2 separate regions of the Rattus norvegicus genome follow, and region 1 is linked to region 2. The links are chromatin contacts, called in public Hi-C maps. All regions are on one chromosome and are shown on one strand. The core of a region is the stretch at or near the end of the contact, and the rest is flanking DNA. Distances in the headings are between cores, read along the strand shown. Region 1 has its middle 21 kb from the start of Tor1b. Region 2 holds the start of Asb6 (ankyrin repeat and SOCS box-containing 6).

What was found. Hi-C and Micro-C count contacts between places; a contact is called where the count stands out from the background.
Region 1: a Hi-C map of prefrontal cortex shows a contact between it and region 2, with 5 times the contacts expected there. The contact joins the enhancer-like site here to the promoter of Asb6 in region 2. A contact is called at or near these places in 6 of 12 Hi-C or Micro-C datasets (the A7r5 cell line, the Rat2 cell line, Schwann cells and 3 more).

Annotation. Positions count from the first base shown.
Region 1 is chr3:34,617,308-34,623,618 of GRCr8, reverse strand. No RefSeq gene overlaps it. Among named protein-coding and RNA genes, the nearest start is that of Tor1b, 21 kb to the left of the region's middle. Within about 2 kb of position 3,833, at least 3 of the 93 cell types and tissues checked have an H3K27ac peak or open chromatin away from gene starts, as enhancers often do.
Region 2 is chr3:34,509,059-34,514,792 of GRCr8, reverse strand. It overlaps Asb6 (ankyrin repeat and SOCS box-containing 6), which reads left to right and starts at 1,760. Exons shown (of 6, transcript NM_001399347.1): 1 at 1,760-1,984; 2 at 2,995-3,170; 3 at 3,944-4,050; 4 at 4,141-4,249; 5 at 4,766-4,852; 6 at 4,988-5,734. The coding sequence starts at 1,872. The coding sequence ends at 5,652.

The DNA.
Region 1 (6,311 bases), core at 2,584-5,083, 110 kb before region 2:
TTTCCTGCTGTCCGAATGTTGCTGCTGTGCAGAGGAACCAGAGTCAGGAGCTTGGCCAAGCCATTCCCGAACCCTGCCTTCTCGGGCTTTTCCAGCCCCAGCCTCCAGTTTCGAGGCCTCCCCTGAGCCCCAGGACTCATATCCTTCCTGCTGTTTTTTTTTCCCCCTGCATTTTTTATTCCCCTGAAAAGCTGAGGTCCCTAGGGTGCAAGCCCCAAAGGCCTTCTCCAGCTTTAAACCAGATCACCAGCCTGGTCCAGAGGGTGATTCCTTCAGATTCCATCGGAAAGTGTGTATGTGTGCGTGCGTGTGTGTATGTGTGCACTGATGTCTGGAGTGTCCAGTCCTTTCTGCTGCAGCTTCGTGTGCACTGATGTCTGGAGTGTCCAGTCCTTTCTGCTGCAGCTTCTGAAGAGAGCTTTGTTGTTTTTTGTTTTTGTTTTTGTTTTTTTGTGGATTGATTGGATTTGGTTTTTTGCTTGCTTTGTTTTGTTCTGAGACCCTGTCAAACTCCACAAAACTCCCACAAAAATACAACCCCAAAAGAGCTAACGTCTGGCGAATCTGGCCGGAGTGTCTCTATTCATATTTTCATGGTTCAGGAAATGGTCTCAAAGCGTCCCCTTCCACACTCAGGCAGAAGCGGTGATGTACTTCCCAGGCCTAACCACTAGATGGCAGAGCAGGCACAGTTAAGAATAGGACTCGGGCTGGAGAGATGGCTCAGAGGTTAAGAGCACTGGATGCTCTTCCAGAGGTCCTGAGTTCAATGTCCAGCAACCACATGGTGGCTCACAACCTTGGGATCTAGTGCTCTCTTCTGGCCTGCAAGTAAAGTATACACACAGGCAGAATATAGTAGCTAAAAAAACAAAACAAAAACAAACTAGTGTTCTGCAGGGTGGAATGTTGGTTCATTGTAGATTTCTACCCAAAGCTGGAAAGGCTGAGAACTGGTGAGCGTTAGTGACAGGTCCTGCCTGAGAAAAGACAACAGCCAAGAACCCCCAACTGAAGCAGAACCACCATTCATGGGTGTTAACTACCTCCCCTGAGTCTTTAGAAATCACCCCCAAACACAGCTGTTATGCAGCAAAAGAGATGTCAACAAGGGACTCAAGGAAACCCCAGTTCCTATCCTGACGTCTGCTAGCATTCCAGTCCTGCTCCCTGAATGACCCAGAGGTGCGCTGACTTGCTAGGGCTCTGACTGCTGGGGACTCTTATGAGATATTTGCTGGCGTGCCTGGGTTTGTGTACAAAGGTTCTAGTTAATCCTAGCTCTGTCCCTATCAGCTGTGCAACTCCAGGCAACTGTTTAAACCTCTCTGAACCTCCATTTTCTCATCTGTAGACTAGGCATAACAGAACCAGCTAGAAACCCCATAGTGACACATCATGGCATCCCGTGTATATTCCTTCTTGGTTTTTGAGAACCAGGGCCCTGCACATTCAAGGCAGAACACACGCTTCATGGCTGTGCCACCTCTCAGCCCCATCAAACAATGGTTTGTGGTGTTTAAAAAAAAGTCAATCTACAGGGCCCAGGGAGATGGCTTCTTCAGTAAAGTCCTTGCCATACAAGTATGAAGACCTAAGTTCAGATCCCAGGTGCTGGCACACGAAGCAAGAGACAGTGTGTGCACCTCTGTGGTTGGCTGTCGATACTCAGGTGAGGGTGGTGTAATAAAAGACTACAGTTGGTAATTGGACAATGAAAAAGGAAGCCGGTGCCCAAGCCCTCTCCCGGGGGCCAGAGGGAGGTCACTCACCTGTTTCCCCCATGACCCTCCTTCTGAACCCCATGTATCATAGGGAACTTTCACCTTCTGGTCTTTCTAAGCAAAGTGTGAATAGGATTTTTACTCCCTTTGTACAGTATTCTGAACAATGCAAATAAAGAGCACCGTGTCTGTTTCCAAAAAAAAAAAAAGAAAAAGGAAGCCGGGGCTGAGAGGGTCAGAGACAGAAGACGGGGGAACAGAGGACAGAAGGACAGAGAAGATGGAGGAAGACGAGGACAAACCGATCCACGTGGCTTTAAATAGCCACAGGTAGCTATGGATAGCATAGAAGACCATAGAACAATATAGGGCAATTTGTCCAATCTAGGTGGGCAGCTTGTATCCACATATATTGGCTCTGAGTTCATTGTGTGGGCGTTTCGGGAGTTGAGAATTTACTGATATAAATCAGACTGATAAATTACAAGCCTCTAGAGTTTTGATTTACAGGGTTACGAGGATTTGGGACAGCTTGCTGCAGGTGGCAGATGACTGGGAATGTGAGCGGGTCTGCTGCAAGGAGTTGGGCGCATGCCACATGGGGTTACCCTGGAGGTGGGGAGACCGCTGGGGCCAGAGAATAGCTGTCTATAGTGTGGATTGCTTTTTAATAATACATCCAACGTACCTCTATTTCCAGCATGGAAGGTGGAGAAAGGAGGATCTCCGGGGACTATTTTTTTTTAGGATTAATTAATTTATATATTATATTTATTATAATATTATTAAAATATTTATTATATCAATATATTATATTTATTATGTATTACACTTATGTACACTATAGCTGTCTTCAGACACACCAGAAGAGGACATCAGATCCCATTATAGATGGTTGGGAGCCACCATGTGGTTGCTGGGAATCGAACTCAGGACCTCTGGAAGAGCAGTCGGTGCTCTTAACCACCGAGCCATCTCTCCAGCCTCCTCCCTGGGACTATTGAACCAGATAGCTTAGTTGACTCAGTGATCTGAGCTCCAGGTTCAATGAGTGTCCTTGTCTCAAAACAAGCAGTGAGCCCAGCCAGGTGCACACCTTTGATTCCAGCACTTGGGAGGCTGAGGCAGGCAGCTCTATGTGCTCCAGGCCAGCCTGGTCTACAGAGAGACTTCCAGGACAGTCAGGGTTAAACAGGGAAACCCCGTCTCAAAAAATACTAACACTACTACTAATAATGGGGGAAGTAACTGAGGAAGACAACCAATTTCTATCTACACACACACACACACACACACACACACACACACACACACACACACAGAGTCAGCAAACCAGGCATAGTAATGTATGCTTGAGATCTATTTAATTTACCTAGTAAGAATCTTGTCTCCAAAACCTTTAAAAAAAGAAAAAGGCAAAAAATGCAAAGTAACAGGGGGGACTGGAGAGATGGCTCGGTGGTTAAGAGCATTAACTGCTCTTCCAGAGGTCCTGAGTTCAATTCCCAGCAACCCCCAGGTAGCTCACAAGCATCTGTAATGGGATCTGACGCCCTGAGGACTGTGACAATGTACTCACATACACGAAGTAACAGGGGAAACAAAAAACAAAACACAAACAGAAACATTCCGTCCCTGCTCTGCTGCGTCATTCCCAGCCCAGTATCTCAGCACAGCACCAGCCTTGTGGCCTTCAAGCCTGTAACAGGTGTGTCTGTGCCCACAGGTGGCATCTGGGCTCAGTTTTCCAGTGTCCTGGGGCCAGAGTACATGAGCACGAGGAGCTGAGCTTCCGTCGGAGGTGTCGTTGTCCTCAGCAGAGGTCACGTAAGGAGACTACTGCGATCATCATTTCTGTAACAAAACATGTGGTTTTGTAAACAATGACTTCACTTTTTCCAGCGCAGAGCATTCTCGTCTAGTATAGAATGAGCATGGTGGCTCAGAGCTTGGTGAACCAGAGCATCCAAATCAAACAGAGCCTTACTAAGCCTGCCCCCATCAAGCCCCCAGCCACCCTTCACAGCCGGCTTATACATGTGAGTCTTCTACACAGGCCACGTGTTGTTTCTGGCTGTGGGACTTCAAGAACCTCAGAATGACTGAGAACCATCACTGTGACTCATGTTTGGTCTAGGGAAAGTCCCATCCTCCAGAGTGGACTCTGGCGGCTCCAGGGCGTTGGTCAACCTGTGTCTCTGTGGTGGTTTGAATAGTTTTGGTCCCCATAGGCTCATGTGTTTAAATGCTTTGCCATAAGGGGTGGTACTATTAAGAGGTGTGGCCTTGGGGCTGGGGATTTAGCTCAGTGGTAGAGCGCTTACCTAGGAAGCGCAAGGCCCTGGGTTCGGTCCCCAGCTCCGAAAAAAACCAAAAAAAAAAAAAAAAAAAAAAAAAGGTGTGGCGTTATTGGAGGGAGCGTGTCACTGTGGAGGCGGGGTTTTGAGGTCATATATTTGGAAGATGCCACCGCCAACCAGTGTGACACACTCCTCCCCTTTTGCTGTGTGGGGATCAAGATGTAGAACTCTAGGCTCCTCCAGCACCATCTGCCTGCCTGGATGCTGCCGTGCCTCCCACTATGGTGATAGTGGACTGAACCTCTGAAACTGCGAGCCGGCCCCGATTAAATGTCCATTATAAGAGTTGTCATGGTGTCTCTTCACAGCAGTAAAATTCTAAGAAACGCCCCTTGGGGCTGGAGTGATTAACAGCACTGACTGCTCTTCCAGAGGTCCTGAGTTCAAATCCCAGCAACCACATGGTGGCTCACAACCATCTGTAATGGGATCTGATGCCCTCTTCTGGTGTGTCTGAAGACAGCGACAGTATGCTCACATACATAAAACAAACAAACAAACCTTTAAACAAATAATACGTAAAAGTTTTAAACAGAAAAGGAAAGACAAAAAGGCTCAGGAGATGAGCCAGCAGGTAAAGTCATGGGTCACAGAAGTCTGACAACTCAAGTTCTGTCCCTGGAACCCATGTAGTGCGTGCAGATGTGGTCCCCGTGCAGTCCCAGCACCCCAGGGGAGATGGAAGGTGAGACAGGTTCACACTGCTGCACAATAGAGAAGAAACAAGAGAGCCTGTCTCTAACCAAGGTGAAGAATTCCCCCACTCCCCCACCCCCACATTAGTAAATAATCGTTTTAAAGTAGAAGGGGACGGGAGAACTGGCCGGCTGCTCCTGCAGGGGACTCAGGATCGATTCTCAGTGCTCACACCATGCAGATCAAACCCCCTGTAACTCCACTTACAGGAAGGACACAGGGGTTCCTTGGCGTCTGTGTATCCATCCATAGGCATGTGGAGGTTAGAGCACAGCTTGTCAAGAGTTGCTTCTTTCCCTCCCGTGTGTGAGTCCAGGGACGGAACTCTGGCCAGCAGTCTTGGTGGGGTTAAGTCCTTTACTAGCAGGCTGTCTTCCTGTTTGATTTTTTTGCAAACAATAAAAAGAAAAGAGACGGACACATAGCTATTGTTTGAAGACATGAAACGGTGTGCTGTGGCCATCTCTCCTCATCACTGCATACAGATAAGGCCTGAGCTACAGGCCAGCCATCAGCCAAAGTTGCTGGCAGACTTTGTCATGGGCTGTGACCTCTTGTCACTTCACAGTACCAGGCCTAGGGCTTGGGGAAGGGACAGACACTGATGTGGATAAAGTATTCCTAAGACATATGTTGTACATGTTATGTATAGTGCATATATTTACATAGTTTATGATGTATGGTGCTGGGGTTAGAGCCCTGGGCCTTGTACCAGGTTATTAAATGTCAGCCTTTAAAAGGCTGTGGTGTGTGTTTGTGTGTGTCTGTGTGTATATGTATGAGTGTGTGCGTGTTTGTGCATGTGTATGTAGTGTATGAGTATGTATGTGTGTCTGTGTGTGTATGTATATGAGTATGTGTGCATGTGTGTGTGTATGAGTATGTATGTGTGTCTGTGTGTGTATGTGTATGTGTATATGTGTGCGTATGAGTGTGTATGTGTGTATGTATGTGTATGAGTGTGTATGTGTGTATGTGTGTGTATGTGTATGTATGTGTGTGTATGTATGTATGTGTATGTGTGTATGTATGTGTGTGTATGTGTGTATGTATGTATGTGTGTATGTGTGTGTATGTATGTGTGTATGTGTGTATGTGTATGTGTATATGTGTGTATGAGTGTGTATACGTGTATGTATGTGTATATGTGTGTATGTGTGTGTGTATGTGTATGAGTGTGTATGTGTGTATGTGTATGTGTGTGTATGTATGTATGTATGTATGTGTGTATGTGTGTGTGTGTATATGTGTATATGTGTGTGTGTATGTGTGTGTGTGCATATGGAGACTGGAGGTCTTTAATGGGAGCTTCCCTAGCCACTTCTCCACCTAATTTTTTGAGGTTGGGTTTCTCACTGAGCAGGAAGCTCATTTATTCCACTAGACTGTCTGGCCAGCGAGCCCTAGGGACCCTCCTGTCTTCATTTCCCCAGCATGGGGATTATATGGGTATGCCATCATTGGACAGCTTTTCATGGGGGTGTTGGGATTAGAACTTGGATCCTCATGCTTACGTGCAAGCACCTTACTA
Region 2 (5,734 bases), core at 511-3,010:
CTACCCTCTGAATTCTGCTGATGCTTGGGGACCTTCAAAGTGATATTATATGGAAGAAGGGTCTTGTAGATATCAGAAGGTTAAACTGCTGCCATCTGGATCAGGGCAGCTTCCAAACCCAAGAGGGCTGGAGCCACTGAGGAAGGAGTGACCTGGATGAAGCCACAATGTCCAGTCTACATGGTGCTGGGTGTGGAACCCAACCAAGGCTACACGCATGTCAACCAAGCATTCTGACAGCTGAGCCATGTCCCAAGCCCCCAAGTGCAACTTTGGGGTTTTATTTCATGAATGTGAATGTTGTGCCTACATGGACGGCTGTGTACCACTTTTGTGCCTAATGCCCACAGAGTCCAGAAGAGGGCGACAGAGCCCCGTGGATTGAACCTGGGCTGCGCCATCTCTCCGGAAACCCGCCACCCTCCATCCCACTCCTTCCCTTTGGGAGATAGGGCCTCCCTACGTAGTCCTGACTGGCTAAGAACAGGACCTAGGTCCTTTCCAGAGCAGCCAGTGTTCTTAATTGCTGGGCATCTCTCCAGCCCCTTCTACAGATTTTTCCCCATTATTCCCTAAACAATTACCAACTTGATATTTACTCTGTTGGGTGCAGAGACATCTAGAACTGATATAGAGGAGCTGTGTAACCATTCCATGTAAGATCCTTGAATGCCCACTGGGTTTGGTGTCCTGGGCATCCCAGAACCAAGCTTGTGATCTCAACACTTGAGAAGTGGCGGCAGGAAGCTCAGGAGTACAATGGCAGCCAGCCTCAGCTATTCTGAGAGTTCAAGGCCAGCCCAAGCTATATGAGATCCTGTCTTTATTTTTTTAATATTATTTATTACATATAAGTACACCGTCAGTCTCTTCAGACACACCAGAAGAGGGCATCAGATCTCATTACAGATGGTTGTGAGCCACCATGTGGTTGCTGGGATTTGAACTCAGGACCTCTGGAAGAGTGGTCGGTGCTCTTAACCACTGAGCCATCTCTCCAGCCCCAGATCCTGTCTTTAAAACAAACAAGAAACTTTGTTCCGTGCCAGTAACTCTGTGGCAGATGGCAGGTGCCAAGCAGAGAGACCACAAGCCCCCACAAAGGATTGGAGCCATGGCTATGATGATGCAGCCTCAGGACCACTGACACCTACCCATAACTGGCCTTTCTAGAATCATCAGGGCCTTGCTGCAGGACTCAAAGTCGCAGCCACTCAAATTTGTGTAGGGGGAAGCTACCTGGTACAATTCTTTCTGTTGCGTCTCTGCTGCCTTCCCACTCAGGGTCTAGGGAAGTGATATTATGCCAATTTTACAGACCAGGACAGGAAGGGTCACCGAGTTCCTCCAGGAAAAGCGGGAAAAGTGGGCACCCTGTTTAGCCAGGGGGTGAAGGGACAGAGAATAATGAATTGTCCCCAGTATTTGTGGGGAAGAGTTAGGGTGCAAGGTCCTCATTGCGCCATTCAGTTCAGAGTAGAGAGACTTCCTTAGGAAGTGGCCAAAATCAAATAGGCTGCAGAAAGCAGTGTCCGGGCTCCGAACTGGGCCTATGTCACCTCGGGCAGGAGCAGGTCAGTAGCGGGGCCACACTCCCCCTTGGAGCTTGGACGCCCTGCAGCGGCCTCGCGGGGAATTTCAGGGCGGGGCGGAGCCGGGGCAGTGATGATAGTCGCGAGGTCCTCCCCGGCGGTAGGGGGCACTGTAATGCACATGAGCCCTCACAGGCCCTCAGGACAGGAAGTAGGGGTGGTAGGATAACTTCCGGTGCGGAACTGAGGCCTGGGAGGACGACTGCTCACCGGCGCGGGGTCTGAACCGGTAGATCGGGAGGTGGTGGCGAGTGGGTATCCGGACGCGCGGCCGACGCCATGCCGTTCCTGCACGGCTTCCGCAGGATCATCTTCGAGTACCAGCCCCTGGTGGACGCCATCCTGGGTGCCCTGGGCATCCAGGATCTGGAGCGGCAGGAGCCTCTGGATGAGTGAGTCGCTGCGGTCCCCTGTGGTTGTCGCGGCGGGAGCGGGAGCTGCGTGGCTGCGAGCTCGAGCGCCAGCCTGAGGTGGGCTCGCAGCGTCTTGCAGGGCAGAGGGCCAGGGCCCCGGAGCCGCTCCCTGTGCATGGATGCCGGAGGAGAGGTCCTGGCTGGGACCGACAGCGCTTTTTGCAGACAGCAGGCCTCTTCGAGAGTCTCTGGGGGAAGCAAGCCGGTGTGGTCCGTGTGCCCTGTGCAGACTTCCTTGGGTACTAGGAGCGCTACGCCTTCGGAGTGCTTGTGCCACCGAGACAGACCAGCACCCAGACCAGCACCGTGGGGTGGGATGCAGGGAGTAGGGCGGGGCAAAGGAATAGCACTGGGAGAGTCATGAGCCGGAATTGCAGACTTTCAGTCTCAACAAGGATGTCTTTTCTAAACCACACTAGCTCGCTCTTCTGCGGCCTACTCTGTAAATGTAGTGCCAGGCGGTTTCCAGAACTCGGAGGCGGGGCAGCAGGGCTGCACAAGGCGCTACTGCCCTCCCTTGGCGGAAACTAGCATATTCAAGAAGGCCGCCCTAGATAAGCGTTTGGTCAGATCTTGGATCCCACCTGTTGCAAGAGAAGAGGTCTGGTGGGTGAGATTAGGGAGAAGAGCAACTGAGGAGCATTGGGACAGGAAGGTGACTCTGAAGGTGGTGTCTGAGCCATTGTCCAGAGCTGGGGCAATGTATGGAGTAGTGTCCAGGCCCAAGTAGCACTTAGTAGGTAGTTTTGTCTAGGAAGGGTGAGAGCTTTAGGGCCACCCTCGTGGTGGTATGAGAGAGGACGGGACAGAGCCAGGCCTTTGACAGCAAGCTGAAGGATGGCTTTGAAGTCACTTCACACATTTGACCAAGAAAGAGTTGTGTCCCACAGAGCATGGGCAGTTTGTGTGGGTGATTGTGGAAGGGCACACAGGCTAGGGCCACTGGTCCCCAGGAGTTCCCACTTGGTCTTTTCTGCCTCTTGGTGCAGTTACGCTTCCAGTGAGGAGAGCCGGATCCTGGTCCTTACGGAGCTGCTGGAGCAGAAGGCCCACTCTCCTTTCTACCAGGAAGGTGTGAGCAATGCTCTGCTGAAGATGGCCGAGCTGGGCCTGACCCGGGCAGCTGCGGTCCTCCTGCAGAGTGGGGCCAACCTCAACTTTGAAGGTCAGCAGCGGCCTGAGAATGGGGGTGGGGGCGAGCAGGGCTAGGCAGTCAGCCCTGGCCTCTGCTTCCCCTCTTGTCTTTGGGGTGACTTCCCATGTTCTTTTCCTTTGGGTGGCTTTCTGGGGGCTCTTAGCACCTCTCCTCCCACATCTTCCAGATTAATCCTTCTGCTGTGGAGAAAGTACACTGGCAGTGCCCAGAGCTAAGGGAAGGTGATTTTCTCTGAGCTGTCCTGCAGGTGTTGCTCTGGTCCTAGGGGTGGGGAGATAAGCCACACTAGGCATCAGTGACGGCAGGCTGCCTAGGTTCTTTAAGCGTCAGGTCAGGGATGATGAAGTGTCAGCCACCTGCCTTGTCTCTGGCTGTCACCCCAGGAGGTAGGAGACAGGTGGGGCTGCCAGTGCTGACCCACACGCATGCTTTTGTGTCTTTCATTGGAGAACATGCTCAGAGGATGTAGGAAACTTGGGATCCTGCAAACTACAGATGGGGGGGGGGCTGGGGGAGGGTGTTCCAAAGCCCATCCACATGGTCAAATGGCCTGGCTGTGAGACACATTTGGAAGGCTGAGGCAGAGGGATCTCTGGTGACCTTGAGCCCAAACCAGGTCAAGGCTACCGGGGCTGGCCATGCTGCTGAGCTTGAGCACTTTGCGTTCTCCTCAGGACAGTCCTGAGGAAACTTCATCTTCACACCTGAGGTGGGGGTGCCAGGGAGAGTCTCTGAGGCTAGGTCCTTCGAGAACAGACTAACCCGAACTTCCTTGCCTTCAGACCCTGTCACCTACTACACAGCCCTGCACATTGCTGTCCTGAGAAACCAGCCTGACATGGTGGAGCTGCTGGTGCGCCACGGGGCTGATATCAACAGGAGGGACCGGGTAAGGGTCAGCTCCAATCTTGGGCATGATTAGTAGGTTCACCAGCGAAAGCCACCCCAGGCAACATGGCTGCTATCCCCTTTGGTTCAGATCCACGAGAGCAGCCCCTTGGATCTGGCCAGTGAGGAACCTGAACGCCTGCCCTGCCTGCAGCGCCTCTTGGATCTTGGAGCAGATGTCAACGCAGCAGACAAGAATGGTAAGAGATGGCTCAGAGGTTAAGAGCACTGGCTGTTCTTCCAGAGGTCCTGAGTTCAAGTCCCAGCATCCACACATGGCAGATCACAACTGTCTTTAACCGTGTTTCCAGGAGATCTGATGATCTCATCTGGTACAGACATACCTCATGTAGGCAAAGCACTCATACGTAAAGTAAGAAGAGTGCTGTGGTGGGAGGCTGGCCGTCCCAGGGACTGGGTACCTGATAAAAGTTCGGGAAGGACAGGCAGGTGTCTGGGTGCTGGCCCCAGTAGGTGGCATAGCCACAGCTGGCACCCAGGCAGAGGGTGCCAGTCTGCCCGAGTCCAGAGAGTGTTGTCACTGTCTGCACACTGCCCCGGGAGGCGTCTTTGAGAAGTGAGTATGCCCAGCAGGTCTCTCTTGGCCCTCTTGTTCCTGTTTTTGTGTGGGTGAAACGGAGCCGGCGGCTGGTCCCTCAGCCCTGAGAACCCTGCTTCCACCCACCTCTGGGCCTCATCTTCGCTCTGCTCCTTAGGGAAGACAGCGCTGTTGCATGCTCTGGCCAGCAGTGATGGGGTGCAGATCCACAACACAGACAACATCCGGCTCCTCCTGGAGGGAGGTGAGGTTCCCTACCTGCCCACACTGGGGCAGCTGCTCTCCACACACACACACACACACACACACACACACACACACACACACACACACACACACACTCTCACACCTCTCATTTCTGTTCCCATGGCTCTTCCAGGGGCAGACGTCAAGGCTACCACCAAAGATGGGGACACTGTATTCACATGCATCATCTTCCTGCTCGGTGAGACCGTCTGTGGGGACAAGGAGGAGGCCCCAATGATCAACCGCTTCTGCTTCCAAGTCACGCAGCTTTTGTTGGCCCATGGTGCCGACCCCAGTGAGTGCCCAGCCCACGAGTCCCTCACGCACATCTGCCTCAAGAGCTTCAAGTTGCACTTCCCACTCCTGCGCTTCCTGCTGGAGTCAGGGGCAGCCTACAACTGCTCCCTGCATGGTGCGTCCTGCTGGTCTGGCTTCAACCTCATTTTTGAGAGGCTCTGCTCGCACCCGGGCTGCGCCGAGGATGATAGCCATGTTGAGCTTCTGCATAAGGCTGAGACCGTGCTGGACCTCATGGTGACTAGCTCCCAGAGGCTGCAGCTGCCTGAGAACTTCAACATCCACCCAGTGGGTGGCTTGGCAGGGAAGATCCAGGCCCTTCATGCCTCCCTGAGGCAGCTCGAGAGCTACCCACCACCTCTCAAACACCTGTGCCGGGTGTCCATCCGGCTGTGCCTGCGACCGTGGCCTGTGGACACCAAGGTCAAAGCGCTGCCCTTGCCGGACAGGCTCAAGTGGTACCTGCTCAGTGCACACAGTAGCCCAGAAGACACTTGCTGAGGGATCCCAGGATAGAATGATCTGGGGTAGCCAAAGCCAGCCTGAGGGTAGGCCTGGCACCTGTAATCGCCTTCAGAAGGTC